2 separate regions of the Sus scrofa genome follow, and region 1 is linked to region 2. The links are chromatin contacts, called in public Hi-C maps. All regions are on one chromosome and are shown on one strand. Each heading gives the region's core, a stretch centred on a gene start, on an enhancer-like site or on the middle of the called end of the contact. The rest is flanking DNA. Distances are from core to core; before and after follow the strand shown. Region 1 holds the start of PRADC1 (protease-associated domain-containing protein 1). Region 2 holds the start of NAT8 (N-acetyltransferase 8).

Region 1 (5,208 bases), core at 897-3,396, 300 kb after region 2:
CAGAATATCAGTTACCAATTCAATAACAGCAAGAACTCTTGGTGACTGAGGTTTCAGACACCCAAATAAAGAGATATAAACAGCCTGTACAGCAGGGAAACAGAGCAGGAGTCAGTTCAGGAAAAACCCAAGGGGGTGTGGTCTGGAGCCTCTTGGTGAAGGGTTTCATCACCAGTCAGAAGAATCTTCGTTCTGATCCTATTCTTTGAAGGCCAACCAAAACTTACCGTAGCCTCGGCAGAAAGATTACAGGGAAGAAAGGAAGCAAGCGACCAGCTAGCAGACTAGCTAACATACTGCTTACTACAAGCTGGGCTTCATAGGTACTCACTCATTTAACCTCCTCTAGAAGACTGAGGGCCAGCAATGAAATAGCACGCTCAAAGTCATACACCTAGGAAGTGGCAGAGCTAGTTATAAACCTAGGTATTCACTGTGTAGCTCCAGAGCCCTTACTCTCAGCTGCTCTACCGTGTTGCCTCTGCAAAGAAAATGAAGATGACTTCAGGAATGTTGAAGATGGACTGAAAAAGGCAGTTCTGGAGATATGAAGGGGAGGGGGTATACAGATTAACGCCAGCTTCCTTCCTTCTTTAGGGTACAAATAGGATTCACAGAGCACTTGATAGCATAATGAACACCTCAGAGGTGTCCATTTGACATCTACTAGGACAGAAAGAACCTGAGGAAGCAGGAAAAGAACAGAGAACTGAGTTGGATTGATAGGCTAAAATGAATGCATGAAATGCCAAGTGCACAGAGAACACATGAAGCGCCCAGCTTGTAGGAAGCAGCATGTTAGCTAGTCTGCTAGGTGGTATCTTAGGGTTTTGCCTCAAGCACTTAAAAGCTGGCCCTGTTCAACAGCAACTCCGGAGACCACCGAGGTTTGGGACCCAAGGAAGGTACCTGCAGCTCTGAGATGGAGAAAGGGATACTATGGAAAGGGGGGTGGGTACAGAGAGCCTCCCAGATTCACTAACCGCCCTAATTTAAGAAAAACGAAAACTAAAGTTAGGTGGCCAACTAGGAAAGCTGTCTAATGTCACATCTAGGGTAGCAGACAGGGTCAGAGTCAGAGGCCGGATCTTCCTACGTCTGAAGCAGGGTGCCCATCTGCCCTACCCATTCTTCTGGCTGAAGAGTTGCACCTGCAACAACCAGCGGAGCCCCGCACATTCAGTAGACACTAAAGATGACTTTACTTAACGAACAAGTGAATGAATGAATTCAAGTACGAGCAAAAGGGTCTGTTTCCATTTGGTAGCAGCTGGCAGGGAGGGAGGCATAGCTGAGATCCGGGGTTCCGCTCAACATAAGGTCCCCATGCTGCCTCTGCCGGTCCTAGTGAGCACCCGGCTTTACACTCGAATTTTCCAGTGCAGCCAGAAGTTCCAAGCCCGGCCGTCGACCGCGTTATGCACGCTCAATCCGCAGTCGTTTCACCCGGGTCGTGACTCCGGGGGGGGGGGGGGGGTCCAAAAACCAGCTTGCCAACGCGGGTTCGCGGGTTCCGAAGCACCCTGGGACTTGTAGTCCCCAGCCGGCCCGATCAGAGCCTTTCCTCCAGTGCCACACAGCCCTCGCCCAGGAGCCCTACTCGGAGCCCGGGCCCACCAAGGCCGCGGCGGGCCGGGGTCACCCACAGACAGGGGTCGGGGCGAGGACCGAGTCATTAGGCAGAGGAAAGTCCTGCGGGACCGGCCTTTGCCGGGCGGCGCCAGCTACCAACCAGATGGCAACGGATGGAGACGGATGCGCGAGACGCCACTCACCATCATCTTGTAAGCTTATCCAGTGGCCCGCTACTCCTCTTCCCTGCTTCGCGCCCGGGCCGCCCAGCAACCCCACAATCCTCCGCGCCAAAGAAGTCCCCAGAACCTTCGCCAAGCAGTTGGACCGGGAGAGGAAGGGGATGGGCCACTTCCGCCACTCTATGGTTCGCTACCACAGAGTCGGCGTGGCTAGAAGGTCCAGAGGCTGGTCCTCTGCCGGAGCTGTTACAGGAAGTGTTGGTAATGCAAGGGTCGCGGGCTTTCGAAAGTGTCATTCTTTTTGAGTATGTAGGGTCCTTGCTCGGCCCCCGTCACCCACTAACTCTAATTCTATTCCCCTTCTCCCTCTGGAGCCAGGCCAAGGAATGAAATAAAGGCAAACATTTATTGAACGCTGACTGAGGGACAGTTTTTGCCAAGTAAACATTTGATGTGAGTGATCTCATTTAATCCTCACAAACCTATTGGTATTGTTGTCATGCCCACTTTACAGATGAGGGAACTGAGGCCGAGAGGTTAGGAAGGGTGTCCAGAGTCACAGCTGCATAGTAAATGGTAGAGAAACAGGAGCGGACACCTAGCCCCTATGCTCGCATTCTGGCTCGGCACTGGTCAGAGCTTCCTCGAGGGTCGTGTACATCCGGCCACGTCGCCAGGGCACGCAAGCGCTGGTGGAACTAGGCAATAAGATCAGAGTAGGGGTCACCGGAGACCACTTGAGAGCTACAGGAATGCCATTCCAAGGAGGGGATGGGAAGGAGGAAGGCACAGCTGGAAGAAGGTATACCCTCATCTTGCAAAGCGACCGTGAGGAGTATTGGCCGAGACTTTCAGCGGTTGAAGCCAGTCCTGCGATCGGCCACCTCCAGTTCTGCCGACCCACCCACCAGCCAGCAAGGTGCTGCCGAATCGAATCCAAACTGAGACAGGCTGGGGCGGGGGCCGGCAGTTGCAGTTAAGAGTTTGGACCAATCAGTCCTCGGCCCCACTTCTCTCGACCAATAGGAAGTGGGCTAAGGCGCAGGGGCGGAAAATGTGGCTACATGAGCAGGCGTCAGAGCCAATCAGCCGTGGGCCTCGTTCCAGTCCGCCAACCAGCAGCCAGAGCGGGTCTGGGGGCGGGAGGCCAGAGCAGCTGTCAGGCCAAAGTCCAGCGAGCTACGCGCGGAGGGGCGGCTGGAGGAAGCGGGGCGCCGGGCCGGGCCCTGGAGATGGTCCCCGGCGCCGCGGGCTGGTGTTGTCTCATGCTCTGGCTCCCCGCGTGCGTCGCGGCCCATGGTGAGCGGCAACGGGCGGGGCTGCGCATCGGGGCGGGGCTGGGAGTCCACATGAGCGCGTCTCGGGCCGGGGGCCACGGGTCACCTTGGGGACCCCGCGAGTTCTGGGCAGGGTAGGTTCAGAAAGAGGCGCCACGATTTGGTGGGTACTCGTCCTCAGGGACACGAATTGGGCGCGGCTGGAGGCTGGGCTTTGAGTTCTGAGCTTCCCACGTCGAAGCAAGACTCCCCCTACCCCCACTAGCGCCGAATTAGGTGGCTGAGGGGGCGAGGAACAAGGACAAGCTGGAAATATGTGAGCACTCATATACATAAACGGGACCACACATTGCTACACTTTGGCTCACACACAAGCACATAGGTACATATCCTACCTGTTTGCATCTATACGGGAACATGAACATATAGCCACTACATCCATGAGCACATATGTATACCTACACTTAATTTACACGGATCGCAGATGCAAAGGCCAGGCAAAGATGTGTATGGGAAGGCGGGGGAGTTCTGTGATCATCCAGGAGGGCCTCCTGGGAGTGTGTCAGTTTCTGATGGCAAGTCTCCATTCCCACGATAAAAGGCTATATATGTAGTCCAGTGCCAAGCTAGTGGAGTTCTACCTCATGGCTGGGCTTTGGAGAGTAGAAGGATAGCTAAAGCCACCATTGGTCCCAACCCTGGCACACAGTAGCAGCCTAATAGTTTGTTGAGTTGACTAATGGACAGATGGCAGCAGCTTCCACCCTTTCACATTCCTCAATCTCTCTGGGCTAAGGAAACCAGGGCCCCAAGTTCAGATAAAACATTAAACTTTGGTGCTGATGAGACCCATACTCCAAAACAATCTGGTTGTTCTGGCAATTCCCTTCCTTAATTCGACAACCTTTTTGAGCACCAACTATATTCTAAACACTATGTTAGATAATGTAGATATGGCACTGAATGAAGTTACAAACATGGTCCTTGTCCGAGTGCAGGAAATGAGATAAACAAAAAATTACAAATACTCCATTACAAATTTTGTTAAAAGTGTCATTGGAGAGGAATTCCCATTATGGCTCAGTGGAAATGAATCTGACTAGCATCCATGAGGACACAGGTTCCACCCCTGGCCTCGCTCAGTTGGGTTAAGGATCTGGTGTTGCCGAGAGCTGTGGTGTAGATTGCAGACTCGGCTCCAATCTGGCATTGTTGTGCCTGTAGTGTAGGCTGGTGGCTATAGCACTGATTTGACCGCTAGCCTGGGAAACTCCATATGCTGCCGCAGGTGTGGCCCTAAAAAGACAAAAAAAAAAAAAAAGTGTCAGTGGAGAAAAAGTATGTTTTGAATGGGTACAAGGGGAGGGCAGTCACAGGGCAGGTTTCTCTGCAAAAGTAAGATTTAAGCTGTGACCTGATGGATGAGTAGGAATGAGCCATATAAAGAGACAGAGGTGGGGTAGGGTGGGGTGAGGTTAGGAAGCCTCCTAGATAGAGGGAGATGTGAAGAAACTGAAAGGAGGCCAGTGTAGCTTGAACACGGGAAGGAAGAGAGAAGGTTTGAGTAGTAGTCAAGGGCCAGATCAATCAGGACCTTGCAGACCAGAGTTAAGTTTAGATGTTAAGTTCAAAGGCAAGTCGTGGAAGCATACTGAAGCTGTGGGAGTGGTGACGTGACCATATTTGCTTTAAGACGTTTTAAGAAGATCCCTGGCAATTTTGGGGGGAATGGACCTTAGGGAGCAAAAATGGAGGCTGATAGACCAGTTAAGAAGATACAACAGTCAGGACAAGAAATAATAGTGGCTGGACTAGGGGGATGACAGTGGAACCAGAGTCAACTTTTAAGTTTTAGTGAGAGCTGTTTTGTACATAGGCTACCCCATCTCCACCTTGAAACACCCAAGTCTGCTTCAGAGCAAAGATAGATTAACCCTCAGGTAACACTGGAGCTCTGTCTTTCTGGCTCCTGAGTGTAAGGAGCAACAGCTGTAAATCTCTGCGGTACTGACTTTGTCTGCATCGACTCTATCCCACCCACCTGGAAGATCCAACTGGCCAAAGCTGGGTCCCTGGGCCCAGACCACAGTCAGCCCAGTTGAAGGCATCGGGTCCATGATCTGAACCTGAACCGGTTTTGTTTTTTTTTTTCCCCAGAAGCTTCTCACCTGTACCTT
Region 2 (5,242 bases), core at 1,583-4,082:
GCCAGGGATCAAACCCGCCTCCTCATGGATTTTAGTCGGTTTGTTACAGATGAGCCACCATAGGAACTCTCAAAGGTCATGGTAACTGTTAAACTGTAATAAGTGAACAGTTACTTGTTAAGCAAGTAATAAATTAACAGCAATGTAAGTGCTTAATGAGGAAGTGCCAAGGCTTCAGAGAAGGGAACAGATACAAGATCCATCTGGTTGGTAAGGGTCAGAAATCTTGATGGAAAAGGTAACACTGAACTGGATCTTGAAGAAAGAACAGAGTCTTAGTCACAGATTGGAATTTGGTCAAGTATGGCCTGGTCACTGGTGATAGAGGTGTGATGAGGCCTGGAAGTGAATCCTGATCCTACCAGGCAGAGCTGATTCTCCTGGCATACACAATTCACCAAACACTTGTCCAATTGGGATCAGCATGTGGTACTGAAAAAGCAAAATGTTCAGGCCTTCGAGTCTGAACTGCCGTTTGAGCCCCAACCTGCCACGTTCTGTGGCATAGGTAGGATATCTCAGGTTTGTGGGCCTCTGTTTCCCATTGTAAAGTGGAAACATGAATATCAACCTAAGCTCTTAGGTTACAATGAATATCAAATAGTACAGCAGAGGGGAGTTCTCTTGTGCAGCCATGAAGGATTCGGCGTCACTGCAGTGACTCGGGTTGCTGCTGTGGTGTGGGGTTGATACTTGGCTTGGAAACTTCTGCATGCCACGGGTGAGGCCAACCCCCCCTGCCCCCCCCCCAAAGCCCCAAAATGGTACAGCGTAGGAAAAACATTTTCTTACAGTTCCAGGCATCGAATTTCTCAGGAATAACAGCTATCTCTTTCTCTCAGTACACCAGGCAAAGTGCTGATAGTAAAATAAGACTTACTGCTGGTGGGAAAGTAAAACATGGACAACAGTCTGGCAATTTCTCAAAATGTTAAAATAGAGTTACCATATGACCCAGCAGTTCTACTCCTAGGTATATACAAAAGAACTGAACACAGGTCCTGAAACAACCACCTGCAAAGAATGTTCACAGCAGCACTATTCACAGTAACCAAAAGGTGGTTAGAACTCCAATGTCCATCAGTGGATAACTGCCTACACAAAGGCTGTCTCTCTGTACAATGGAATATTATGTAGCCATAAAAAGCAACGAGGTACTGATAAAACACGAGGATGGAGATGTACCTTGAAAACAAAAGTGAAAGAAGCTGAATGTGAAATCACATATTGCATGATTCCATTTAAATGAAACATCCAGAATAGGTAAATCCATAGAGACAGAAAGCAGGTTAGTGGTTGCCATGGGCTCAGGAGAACTGGAAATAGGGAGTGATTGCCTCCTGGCTAAGGGGTCTCCTTCTGGGGAGATGAAAACGCTTAGCAACTAGATAGAGGTGGTAATTATACGACATTGTGAATGTACTGAATTAGACGCATTTACATGGTTAAAGATAATAGAATGAAAGTATTAACACATCTGCCTTACCTTTAGGAGTTCACAGTCTCAGCTGGGTCTGTTTAGATTCAAGAGTTGGCAGAGGCTAAAACAGGTAGATTCTCAAGCAGTTCCATCATCTGAAAGTGGGGCCAAGAGCCTGGAATGTGCTAAACTTCCAGAGGTCATCTCCTACCCAGAGAACTGCCTGCTTCCTCTGTCCAGAAGGAATGGCCACCAAAGTGTGGTGGAACCGTTCACACTTTCCTCTCTGCATGCTTGTGTGTATAAATTATTTTTTTCTATTTTTCAAAAAAATAAATGAAAACACTGTCTTATAAGCTTTAATAGCTTGGTGCTATATTTTGACAATTTTTTTTTCATGTCAACAGATCCTCATCATCATTGTTCATGGCTGTGAGGAAGGTTGAAAAGCCTGAATGTAAACTGAGGCCACCAGGTGTTGAGGCCACAGAGGCTGGTGAGGATACAGGAGACAGATGGCAGGGACAGCTCACAGCCCTGTCTCCTCAGCTTGGTTTCTCACTGGTTAATATTAAACTCATAAGCAATAGTCATTTGGAACCCTCTTGTCTCTTGTGAATCCTCAAATTTGGCTTGACATTGAACCATTTAAAGAAAATATTACATTTTACTGAAAACAATGTAACATGCCTGTAGCTCACCACCCAGACTTCATGTTAGTTAAACCCTTGAGGCCTTGATGGGTGCCGGAGCCTCAGCAGCCCGCATCCACCAGCCCCGGGTTGCAGCTGCCAAGTCTGGTCTCTCTCCAGCATCCTCCCAGGTGCTTCTACCAGAATCCTGGCTATCTTCTCCAACCCCTTCTTCATCCTCAGATCATCACTAACCCATGCCATTTCTGCCTACCCCCCAAGTGGGCCAGGTCACACTACCCACAACCCCACTCTAGTCCAAGCCACTGCTTTCTCTTGTAGGACCCCTGATGGCAAAACTTAGGAGTTTATGTACATTGAGTAAGGCAGCCCCCTCACCCAGATACAACCTATTGGATGCACAGTTTAGTGGACAGCATTCTGATCAAATAAGGAAAAGTTATGTTTCCTTTGGTCACACTCAGCTCTGTGCCAGGCTTGTGGCTTGGTTTTTAATTCCCACAAGGTGTTCTTGAGCAGTGAGCAAACTGCCCATCTGTATCGGGAGGACCTTCTTCCACCTGGACCATTGCACTAGCCTCTGGGGGGTAAGGAAGTTAGTGCACACCACCACACACACCCCCTCTGCTTATGGTGCTCTCCAGCTAGAAGCATAGCAGTGGCCTTCTGATGCTCCTGGAACGAGTCCAAACTCTTGACCTGGACGAAGGTCCTGCATGGCCAGGCCCCTGCTGTCTGCACTCTGCCGTGAAGGACCTTGTGTGCTAAGTTATGGGACTTGGGTTCTGGCCTGTGCTAACAGCACAGGTTGAGATGGGCTTTCCCCTGGCTCAAAGCAGCCGTGTGGAGGGGCAGAGGCGGCATCAGAGAGCACCCACGGTGCCAGGTAAACTGCCACGGCAGGGCGTGTAGGCTGTCCACCAGACCAAGGACACCTGAGCTATTTCAGGCCCTGGCTGGTTCCCCAGTGATGAGGAAACAGAAAATGGGCCGCCCATCACAGTCCAGCTCCTTGATCCTGGGGTTTATGATTAACAAACGCCCAGGAGCCAGCCAATGAGGTGGCCATCCAGGACCTAGTCCCCAGAAGTGGAACGGGCCCTGCACAGTCACTCCTTGATGCCAGCTGGAGGCTGAGGCCAGAGGCCAGGCTGAAGCTGCCTTGGAGAACTCAAGACTCTCGTGATAGCAGGTGAGGAGTTATGGGTGGAAGGCCAGTGCCCAAGTGTGGCCTGGTGGTCCGGACCCTCCCTGGTTCTCAAGCCTGGGCCATTTTTGATGTTTGGCTCTTATGCCACCTCAATAGCCTGGAAATTTGTAATTAAGGGGGATGGAGCTTTTGCTGAAACTTGTACTTAGACACACAGGATTCCAGCAGTGTATGGTCCCTGCAAGAGGGACCAAAGGGCAGGAGACACGTGTTTGGCTGCTGCCTGGTGCCACCCCAATGTACGGGGGAAGGGGGAGGGGGGATAGTGTGCATATGTAGAAGGCAGGTTCTTAGAGAAGAATATGCAAAATGCCCAAGGGTGGGCACGGAGGTAGGATCAAAAGCAGGTCTTTCTTAGCCTAGCACCTCCTCCCAGTGGCTGCAGCCTAATTCCTCTTGAGTAGAAGCAGAATGACACATCCTTGAGCAGAGTTGTCCCCACTCGTGGGAGGTGGGAGGACAGGCCACTCACATGATTCCCTCTCTCCCGCAGGGCTGCTAGGAAGGTGGACAGAGACACCTCACTCGGTCTCCTGAATTCTGAGATTCAGACACAGAAGTCTTCCATGGCTCCTTACTGCATCCGCAAATACCAGGAAAAAGACCGCAAGTGGGTCCTGGGCTCGTTCTCTCACTTGGTGACTGAGCACATTCCCGCCACCTTCTGCTGCGTCCTGAAGCTGCCCCGAACTCTTGTGCTCTTGCTTGGGGGACCCCTTGCCCTATTCTTGATCTCTGGCTCCTGGGTCCTGGCCCTCATGGCCAGCGCCTCTCTCCTTGGTGCCCTGTGGTTCCTTGCCAAATACCCCTGGGCCCAGTTTGAAGCCAGGTGTTTGCGAACAGACCTGTCTGACATCACCAAGTCCTACTTCAGTGAGAGTGGCTCCTGCTTCTGGGTGGCTGAGTCTGAGGGGCAGCTGGTGGGCATGGTGGGAGCGCTGCCCAGTAAGAAGCCCACCCTGCAGAAGGTGCAGCTGGAGCTGCTTCACCTATTTGTGGCCCTGGAGCACCGTGGTCAGGGGATAGCGAAAGCCCTGGTCAGGACTGTCCTCCAGTTTGCACATGACCAGGGCTACAGTGAAGTGGTCCTCACCACCAGCATAGTGCAGTGCTCTGCCCTGGTCATCTACCAGCACTTCGGCTTCCAAAAGACAGGCTTCAGCTCTGAAGGCTTTAGGCTATGTGCTCTCCCTGTACTTCACCTGACCTACCGCCTCCCCTCTGCTCAGGTCTCTCAGACACTGGAGCAGGGAGAGAGCCCGCGACCTATTTCCTTGTAGATTAGTCAGCGGGGTTCAGCTCTGCTGCAGTGACAAGCAAACCCTGAGGTCTCACTCTGATGGCACAGTAAAGGCTTACTGCTTATCCACACTGGAACTCAGTGGCATTGTGCTCTATCCAGTCTTTTTAGGTTGCCGCCTATCATTTATCTAGTGTCACAAGAATGTTGCATTAAAAACAACTACAGGAGTTCCTGTTGTGGCTCAGCAGAAATGAATCTGACTAGTATTCCTGAGGATGAGGGTTTGATCCCTGGCCTCACTCAGTGGGTCCAGGATCCAACCTTGCCATGAGTTGTAGTGTAGGTCGTAGCTGCACCTCCCATTCGATCCCTAGCCTGGGAACTTCCATATACTGTGGGTTCAGCCCTAAGAAGCAAAAAACAAACAAACAGAAGTTCCCCTTGTGGCACAGTGGAAAAGACTAAAAACCATGAGGTTGCGGGTTCGATCCCTGGGCTCCCTCAGTGGGTTAAGGATCCAGCGTTGTCGTGAGCTGTGGTGTAGGTCGCAGATGTGGCTTGGATCTGGTGTTGCTGTGGCTGTGGTGTAGGCCTGCAGGTACAGCTCCGATTAGACCCCTAGCCTGGGAACCTCCATATGCTACTGATGTGGCCCTAAAAGGACAAAAGACAAAAACAAACAAACAAAACAAAACAAAAAACAACCGCAAAAGAGG

The links. Hi-C and Micro-C count contacts between places; a contact is called where the count stands out from the background.
Region 1: a contact with region 2 is called in a Hi-C map of liver, with 4 times the contacts expected there. The contact joins the promoter of PRADC1 here to the promoter of NAT8 in region 2. A contact is called at or near these places in 3 of 5 promoter capture datasets (fetal liver, fetal skeletal muscle and liver) and 1 of 47 Hi-C or Micro-C datasets (liver).

What each region holds. Positions count from the first base shown.
Region 1 is chr3:69,544,692-69,549,899 of Sscrofa11.1, forward strand. It overlaps PRADC1 (protease-associated domain-containing protein 1), which reads left to right and starts at 2,147. Exons shown (of 5, transcript XM_003125011.4): 1 at 2,147-3,053. The coding sequence starts at 2,819.
Region 2 is chr3:69,247,494-69,252,735 of Sscrofa11.1, forward strand. It overlaps NAT8 (N-acetyltransferase 8), which reads left to right and starts at 2,833. Exons shown (of 2, transcript XM_003125006.4): 1 at 2,833-3,265; 2 at 3,777-5,242. The coding sequence starts at 3,850. The coding sequence ends at 4,563.